Regions from separate parts of the Mus musculus genome. Here region 1 is linked to region 2. The links are chromatin contacts, called in public HiChIP or PLAC-seq maps. All regions are on one chromosome and are shown on one strand. The core of a region is the stretch at or near the end of the contact, and the rest is flanking DNA. Distances in the headings are between cores, read along the strand shown.

Region 1 (4,452 bases), core at 1,447-3,946, 750 kb after region 2:
AGCAACTGAACGACCCCCTGTGCGGTGTGCAGGCTCACTCTGCAAATTCACTGTTCCAGGATGACTAAGCTTGGATGACAACTGCATCTGTCAGACTTGAAGACAAGGAGGATTGGTCCTGAAGTTTTCTCTTCCTTTAGTGAGGCCGTGTCCTCTGCCAACACTCATATAATGGGGTTTTCCCCAAAGTAAGGAGGGAATTGATCCAGTTACTGGATAGTAAGATACAATGAGTAGTTCCTGTAAAGGGGAATTTTTAAAAAGCATGATATGAATCTCTCTCTAAAGCAATTTAGCTCAAGTACACATAACAACCAAAAGAATTGCCAGGCTGGAATGTTGATTCTGTTGTTAAGAGCACTTGCTGTAACTGAGAGGCTCTACCCAGCAGCTGACAGAAACAGATGCAGATACCCACAGCCAAACATTAGACAGCGCTCAGGGACTCTTATGGAAGAGTTGGAGGAAGGATCGTAGACTTGAAGGGGGTCGGAACTCCACATAAAAACCAACAGAGTCAACTAACCTGGACCTTTGGGGGCTTTCAGAGACTGAAGCATCAACCAAAGAACATACATGGGATGGACCTAGCACCCCTGCAAACACATATGTAGTAGATATGCAGTTCAGTCTTCATGTGTGTCCTCCAACAACTGGAGCAGAGGGCTATCCCTAAAGCTGTTGCCTCTCTATGGACTACAATCCCCTAACTGGGCTGCTTTGCCTGGCCTCGGTGGGAGAGGATGCGCCTAGCCCTGTAGAGACTTTATATGCTGGTGTGGGAAGATGCCCAGGGGGATGGGTCTCCACCCTAGCAGAGGAGAGGGAGGTAATGGGAGGAGGGATTGTGTGAGGAGGGGACTGGGGGGGATATAAAATGAATTCATACATACATACATACATACATACATACATACATACATACATACATACCCTTGCTGTTCATCCGGAAGACCTGAGTTTCACTCTTCTCACCCACACTGAACAACTCACAACTGCCTGTAACTCCAGCTGGAAGAGGGGTTCTTATGCCCTCTTCTGGCCTCTTCGGTCACTGCACACACACATATGCATAACATTAAAAAAACATGAAATAAATCTTTTTAAAAAGAAGAATTGTAATCTTGTCCTCATAGAATTAGGTAAAAATATTAAACAAATTACAAAATAAGGAACCATTTCTTTTCCTTTATCCTCAACTAAAACGCCATGGTATAGGCTGAACATACCCAAAGGTACTTCTGTCCATCACTTTAATGTTTCAAACATGTGCTCTATGATTCTAAACTGAGCATGCATGTGTGTGTGTGCAAGAATGCACTCATTCCCACATGATCAAGTATGAGGACCAGGATTCACTCCCCACCATCCACTTAGGGAGAAAAAGCATGGTGGTGCCCGTTTGTAATTCCAGTGTTGGGCACAGAGAAAGACAGCAGGATCGCTGGGGCTTGCTAGTCAGCCAGACGGGACAACACAGCCAATTCCAAAGGAATAAAGCCTGAGTATGGCCTCCGTCTTCCACACAAATGCACACACATGGGTGCACATGCGCCTGCAAAAGAGAGGGAGGGAGGGAGGGAGGGAGGGAGGGAGGGAGAGAGAGAGAGAGAGAGAGAGAGAGAGAGAGAGAGAGAGAGAGAGAGAGAGAGAGAGAGATGATAAACTAAGTTCCAAATCCTGTCCATAGCATCAGCTCTATTCCTTCCTGCTCTGGTGTTTTCTGGGTCCTAAGCAATTGTCACCCATGGATATGCAGAGTCACCCATGGATATGCAGAGTCACCCATGGATATGCAGAGTCACCCATGGATATGCAGAGTCACCCATGGATATGCAGAGTCACCCATGGATAAGCAGAGTCACCCATGGATATGCAGAGTCACCCATGGATATGCAGAGTCACCCATGGATATGCAGAGTCACCCATGGATATGCAGAGCTGTAACAGCTCCTGCTTCTTCATATGCTTGGGCTCAGACTCCAGAGAACATCAGCAACACCAAAGGGCAGGCTGCTGAACTGAGCCTAAAACGAAGCAGGAACCATGCTAGAAAAGTTGGAAGCTGAGCCACAGAGAAGGCCTCTGGCTTGGCTGGACCATGTGTCTGGCCCTAGACAATTCCAGTTTCTATCAATCCAGTGTCTACTGATGGTTTATGATGAAAAGTGGGAAAAAAAATCATGGACTCTACGTTTCTGTCCAGAATAAACAGAGAGAGAGAGAGAGAGAGAGAGAGAGAGAGAGAGAGAGAGAGAGAGAGAGAGAGAGAGAGAGAGAGATTGGGGGAGAGAAAGGAGAGGAAGGAAAGGAAAGGAAAGGAAAGGAAAGGAAAGGAAAGGAAAGGAAAGGAAAGGAAAGGAAAGGAAAGGAAAGGAAAGGAAAGGAAAGGAAAGGAAAGGAAAGGAAAGGAAAGGAGAGTTTGGTATCTTAGTGAAGCAACCCGCTCTGACCCCAAATAAACAGACTCAAGACAGGAAGTTAGACCATTCTAGAGTCCTGGAAACCAAAATATTCCTCCCAATTTTTTAGTGGGACAGTGTCCACTCCTGTCCATGAGCTAGCATCCCTGGGGCATGAGGGACACTTCTGCAGCCTCAGGTCTGCAATTGGGCTATTTTTAAGTGATCCCAGAACTGTAGCATAACTACATTTCCAGATGTATTTAACAAACTGGAAAGAGGCAGCTAAATGATATATTGGGGTTTGATTTTCCCATTCCTGGCCCCCTGGAAACACCTGTGAAGGCAGGCTCCTGCTTCCATCAGAGAGCACCACGGTAAAGCTCATCCCCATGAGATGAGCTCTGTTCATGGTCTGTGGGTGTGGGTGCACTCTGGAGACTCCATCCTCCCACCTCACTCATTGCCCTGTGGACGGGGATGTATTCTGGGACCTCCATCCCCAGAGCAGCATTCAAGGCCTGTGGATATAGACTCATTCTGGGGCCTGCAGCACAATGACTCCCCACCAGGTCTCAGTGTTCTCCCTAGTGGGAGGGTCAGGACAGCAAGAGGGCAAAGTCCATTAAGAAGATGAAGAAGGGACACATGAGAGCGGGGAGGACCATCCTGCCTTGGAAGGCAGCTCATAAAGAGGATAAGGAGGCTGACACTTTCCAGACAATTCTTCCCAAATCCTCTGACACAAAGAAATGCTGTAAAGACCCTCAGGGTTTGTCCATGGAGCTTTCTGAGGTTCACCTATGGTGGTCTGGCTCCTGGCACCTTACTCAGTACCTCAGCCTTGAGACAGTCCTAGTTCAGCAATGACTTCCCAATAAAGAGGCTTCTCCTCTGCCTGCAGCCTTGCTTCTGCCTCGGGACATCTGGCAATAATCATTTCACTCATTTGCACTGAATGAATGGTGTCTTATTTCCTCCCTGTGTACAAAGCCTCAAGTATGGCCATTAGAAGCTCTCGTGTGTCATTGGATGTTCTGTTTTGCCAAGAAAGTCTTGTTCCCTGTTTTTAAGCTCTTAGAACAATCCCATTTTAGGATATCTTCTATCTGGGCTGGCTTTTCAACAGTTCGCAACACGTGCTTTTTTAAAAGATGACTTATCCTCAAGTTTCCACATTGGGCGCCTCTCTGGGTCTCCTTTTGGAATGTCCTTGTATCGCTATCCGATGTCCCTTCTCGTTCAGTTGAGAAGGCAGCAGTCCTCATGTCTACTAAGGTATTAACCACAATGATGCCAATGGTCAACTGCAAGGAAAGCTCTGGGGTGTTGGAATTCTTCTGTATCCTGTCTTGTGATGGGTTTCACGAGAGTCTAAAGGGAGGAGGAAATGAGAGAGAGCAATGGCGAGGGAGAATGACAAATCTTGCATGGGTTCTCTTATGTAGAATCCAGGTGTGTGTGTGTGTGTGTGTGTGTGTGTGTGTGTGTGTGTGTGTGTTTAACATGGTTGATATGGTATGGTAATGGTATGAAGTGGAATATCATGGAGTGGCATGGGAGGGGATAAAAGTAGAAGGGGGGGTAATTGTAGGAGAAAAGACCAGCAAGAAAAGGAAGCAGGGAGAGTAACATGTGGAGGGCAAAGATGAGCAAAGTACAGTGACAAACATGAAAAGAAGAAGGAGGAGGAGAAGGAAGAGGGGGAGGGAGAGGGAGAGGAAGAGGAAGAGGAGGAGAAATGCATGACAATATATTTTACTTTAAATCCCTGACCCCAAGTCTTATCCAAACTAATCAATTCACAATTTCTGGGTAGATACAAGTTATCTGTATTTTTCCCAAGTTCCCCCAAGGTTTCCGGAGTGCAGTCAAGGTCAAGAGCAGGAGTGTGAGTAATGTTTGTTCTACATAAAAAGCTGTTTTGTCAGCAGCTCGGTGTCCCGTTCCCAGAGGTAACTTCTGTCAGTCAGGACACACCTGCCCCAGCTTGGGCAAAGGACTGGCTTTGTGATCGTCTTCTCCAAATGACTTCCTTAGAGAACGTGGT
Region 2 (4,854 bases), core at 1,006-3,505:
TTCTGTCACGACACAATCCCTGAGCTGCTTGGTCACGCACCTATTTTTTTTTTTTTTAATCTTCACTGGATTCTGCTGGTTCTCCATGGAAACACTACACCTTACTCCGTTAGTACCAGGAGGTCATGTAGGCTGCTAGCACATCCCAGAAACTGTTTTCTAAGGTAGCTCTGCCAGAAGCACACTTTTGGTTCCCTCTCTTATCCCCTAATAGCCCCAGCTCCATCAAAGCCACTTCTCACCTACCCCTGATGCTGCGTTCTTGTCTCGTAGGGTACAGTCCTCAGTCCCTACACTCATGGTGCCTTTCCCAACAACCCTGATTCTTCCCAGAAAACCATCTCATATGTGATGTGTGACTGTGTCTGTGTGTGTGTTTATATGTGTGCATAAGCATTCATGCGTAAGCTGGGCGTGGTGGCGCACGCCTTTAATCCCAGCACTTGGGAGGCAGAGGCAGGTAGATTTCTGAGTTCAAGGCCAGCCTGGTCTACAAAGTGAGTTCCAGGACAGCCAGGGCTACACAGAGAAACCCTGTCTCAAAAAAAAACCAAAAAAAAAAAAAAAAAAAAAAAAAAAAAGTATTCATGCATATATGTAGATGTTCATGTGTGTGCACAGGCTTGTGCTTAAATTGTATTTGCACAGGTATCTGTGCATTCCAGACTGTATGTGTACCTGTGCATAGGTGTTTGTGCATGTGTATATGTATGCATATGCACCTAGGTGTGTACATGGGTGTGCACGTGCATAGGTCTACAGGCATGTATGCTAGCACATCTGCCTGTGCCCAAGCACGCACAAATATATGCACACGTGTGTATGTGTGCATGGAGTTTATTACAGAGGTCAGGTTGGAGAGGTGAGTGTAGACATGGCTGCCCCTGGTATACTGCTGTATAGGCTTGAAGTGGGCATAGAACATTACAACAGGCTGCGGAGCAGACCTGGAGCTGGGGAAAGCAGGAAGAAGAGCCTTGCCTTTACCCAACCAGGCCAGCAGGAAGCCTCACATCCAGCGTCTTCCAGAGCGAGGGTTGTGGCTGCAGGCCGGGCAGCCCATGTGGTGTTCATGGGCACCTACCTCTCTGACCTCCCCCACTGATGTGGGCTGGTAGTACATCTCTGGACTGCAGCCATAGGTCTTCGCCCAGTTTTGGAACTGGACCCCTTTGTACCCATGGACCTATACCAGGAAGAAAGCCAGGTCTCAGTAGGCAAGCAGTCACTGTCCTCTCTGTATGTCACATCACCAACCCCAAACCCCGTAGACACAAAGAGGAGAGGACATGGCCACAGCACAGAGAGCCCCAGCTCCCTTTGGCTACTATGGTTCTTAGGTCAAGGGCCACTAGGAAGATCAAACAGCACCGGCTGCTCAGAAGCTGGCAGCCCACACCCAGCATCCTAATGCTATCTTTGATCACTCCAGGTCAGAATGGTGGGAATTCTGCCCATTCTGAAGGCCAAAGCGATAGATGGGATCAAAGACAAGGACAAATCCTGATAAGCCAGGACTCGGGTCAATTCCTGCTCCAGGTGCGCATTATGGATGGCCCAGCAGATAAGTAGGGCGGTCTGAGAAAGGGCTGGAGGAGAAGGCGCTGGAGGCAAGGGCTGGGGTCTGACTTCCCTGGCAGGGAAGGGGTATCCCTTAGGTGTTCCATGGTGGTAGCATCTTAGCCTCTAGCCTGGGAATCAGAATCATGTTTTCTGCACACCACTGTATAGCCAGCCAGATACGGTGGGTCTTCTGTGTGTCCTGGCTTATTAGATCTTACAATAATGTCACGAAACAGGACATTAGTCTTCTTTTAGCTGTCAAAATTAAGGCTCAGAGCAGTCAGGGTCTTCCCTAAGTTCACACAGAAGCCCAGTGAAGGCATTAAGAGGTCAGCCCAAGCCTTCCACTTTCATATCTCTTCTAACACCCCAACCGTTCCCCAAGTTCACTTGGGGGATCCCCAGTGGCCCCTCTGATGGCCCCAGCCTTGGTCTGACTTTACCTTCCCTCACTTGGCTCACAGATGCAGCCTGGACACAGCCGGCTGTATCTACTGGCGGTCTCACAGACCCCCTATCATTCCTACCATGATTCCAGCGATCAACAGGGTCAGACGACTTGACTTGAAGCGTTCCCACAGGAAGTTGAACAAAGCCCTGGGCAGCAGCAGATGCAGTGGTCAGGCAACCTCGGCTCTGGGTTACCTCAGGCAGAACGGGACTGGAAGTTTAGCCACAGGTACCAAGAAAGGCAGGAAACCGGTGTTGAACAGGCTCCTCCCCCTGCAAGACCCAGGCAATCTGTAAACAGCAGCTGGGTCCCGCCCCCTGCCCTCTGTCTGCGAGCTCCAAGGAAGCTCGGGAGGTGTAGGTTAAACAGCAGCATCTGTGCCCCTGAAACCCACTGCTGGAGCTCTGAGCCCAACCTTGGGAGTCCAGAGCCAAACACCACTGTCAGGCTCAGACCTAGGCTAGCTGCCTACGCGTCTGACTTTGGCCGCTTTAAAGCCAGGTACCCATGCAGCTCTTGTACTGAGCCATCCAAACACTGCCCCCCACCCCCCACTATGTTTGGTGATTGTGGGAAGGGACAGCTGAGTATAGTCTAGTGCCATTCAGAATCAGTACCCGGTATTCTACTGAAGCAGTCAGGTGGAGGCTGTTTTGGTTAAAAAAAAAAAAAAAACAAAAACAAAAACAAAAAACCCAGACTCTTCACTTGGGTCTACAAGGTACCTAAAAGCAGGGTGGGAGCCTGACACCGCTATCTTCATTTTGTGTCTCCTCCCCTGAAGGCATGGAAATAAGTCATTTCCCATAGAGTCACTTTGGATATGTTTGTTTGTTTGCTTGCTTGTTTTTTTCCAGACAGGGTTGCTCTGTGTAGCCCTGTTATCCTGGAACTCACACCTTAGCCCAGGCTGGCCTTGAACTCACAGATCTGCCTGCCTCTGCCTCCCAAGTGCTGGGATTTAAGGCAGGTTCCACCACGCCTGGCTACCATGGATTCTAAGAATAACAAAACCTCAGAGTAGGGACCACCTTCCAAAAGAGGGTGGTTATCTGTGAAGGTGAGGCTGTGCCCTGGAGTCCAAGGACCCATGAGAACTAAATAAGCTCTGGTGTAGAAAACAAAAAGGCCTTGTGCACACAGATAAGCAGGGTGGAGAAATCAGGAAAGTTTCTGGCAGTGAATCTGGTCCATGGTATGAGGTGCATGGCTGCTCTTCCTGGAATGGCTGGAGTGATGTAGTTTTACAGTCTGGTGATTCTTTGCTGTCTGATGAGGCAGACTCTGTCATATCTTCCAGGCTTACTGCTTTTACTTATTCCAGACCCTTTCCTCCTAAATGTTATGATTGATGTCTCTTGCGTTTCATTCACAACAGTGTAAGTGACTTCTGTGTGATCTTAGGGCCAGGCCAACCTTAGCTCCCACAGATGCTATGTTTACCTTAGTCAAGATCCCTAGACCATTATCTCGAACATTGTTTCAGCAAGAAACCATCTTACAGATGAAGCCATAGGTACTTAGCCAAGAGCTTCAATGTAAACCTGTTTTAAGCTTTGTGGCCTTCACGGAGCTGAGTTAATTGTTATCTGAACACTTCCCCTCAGTAATTCTGCGGTGCTTAAATATGGCTAAAGGAGAAGGACCTGGGCCAGACTCTTGAAGTCCTGGTCCAGTGCTGGTTACAATAAATCCGGTTGAGTTTCATTCTTACTGTAACCTTGATTGTTTTGTCCCTGACTGTTGTAAAGCCAGCAGGGGAGTCACCACGGCACTGAAATGTGAGGCCGACGATGACCCTCGGAGGAGGTAAGAAAGATTTTCTTTAAATAGAAATTAGGGGGCTGGAGAGATGGCTCAGTGGTTAAGAGCGCCGACTGCTCTTCCAAAGGTCCCGAGTTCAAATCCCAGCAACCACATGGTGGCTCACAACCATCCGTAACGAAACCTGATGCCCTCTTCTGGTGTGTCTGAAGACAGCTACAGTGTACTCACATAAATAAATAAATCTTTAAAAATAAATAAATAAATAAATAAATAAATAAATAATAGAAATTAGGGGTTTAGGAAATTCAGTTCTCTTACCCAAGGGTTGCCACCATAAAGGGATGGAAATTAACATGGGCTCTTCTTGTCAGTCCTTCGACAACAAAGCATTTTGTATAATTACTGAGATGCTTGTTAAGATCCAAAGGAGCAAAATATTCAGAGCTACAGCTCTGCAACATTTGAACATAGCTCATCCAAGTGAAGGGAAAAATCCCTGTTAATTATTTTAGAAGCCAGGGTTCAGAGATGTGTTGAGTGGGACTTCTGAAGGGGGTGGGAGGAATTTTCTGCTATACACCTTGGCAGGTCTTGGCAGGTGGCAGGGTGGGCCCAACTGGACACCAGCAGCCCAGGCTGAGCGATCTGGCTGAAGTCAAAGCCCCCTAGCCTACAGCTTTTTGGGGTGGTGGTGGGGGGCACCAGGATCAAGTGCAACAGAGTTCCAAGGAATGACTGGTGGGACTCCACCATCGCAACATGAGCTAACTTTTTTGTTTGTTTGTTTGTTTGCTTGGTTCTTGTTTAAATATTTTTGCTTTTCCTTCATAGAGGGATTAACTCAATATTAACGGTCCCTTTATCGGAATTATTTTTCCCCTCTCATATGGAGAACAACTTGATATCAATGGTTCCTTTGTGGGGGAAAAAGTTAAAGAACGCCCAAGTTCTAATACAGAAACATTTGCAGTCAGGGCATGAAGCACTAAGGTAATGGTATTTAAATTTCCGGAGGTATTAGCTACTCATTATATAGAGTATGTTCTTTTCTGCAGCGTGTGTAATCAGTACTT

What was found. HiChIP or PLAC-seq counts read pairs in DNA pulled down with a chosen protein or histone mark.
Region 1: an H3K27ac HiChIP or PLAC-seq map of embryonic stem cells shows a contact between it and region 2, with 3 times the contacts expected there. The contact joins the enhancer-like site here to the promoter of Gulo in region 2. A contact is called at or near these places in 5 of 39 promoter capture datasets (the 3T3-L1 cell line, the C10 cell line, HPC-7-derived erythroid cells and 2 more) and 1 of 115 datasets of contacts at active chromatin or transcription factors (embryonic stem cells).

What each region holds. Positions count from the first base shown.
Region 1 is chr14:66,761,060-66,765,511 of GRCm38.p6, forward strand. It overlaps a transcript of Adra1a not described here. Among named protein-coding and RNA genes, the nearest start is that of Gm5464, 110 kb to the right of the region's middle. Within about 2 kb of position 2,697, at least 16 of the 459 cell types and tissues checked have an H3K27ac peak or open chromatin away from gene starts, as enhancers often do. A contact at or near this core is called in embryonic stem cells, where this site is marked.
Region 2 is chr14:66,006,955-66,011,808 of GRCm38.p6, forward strand. It overlaps Gulo (gulonolactone (L-) oxidase), which reads right to left and starts at 2,256. Exons shown (of 12, transcript NM_178747.3): 1 at 2,091-2,256; 2 at 1,085-1,186. The coding sequence starts at 2,093.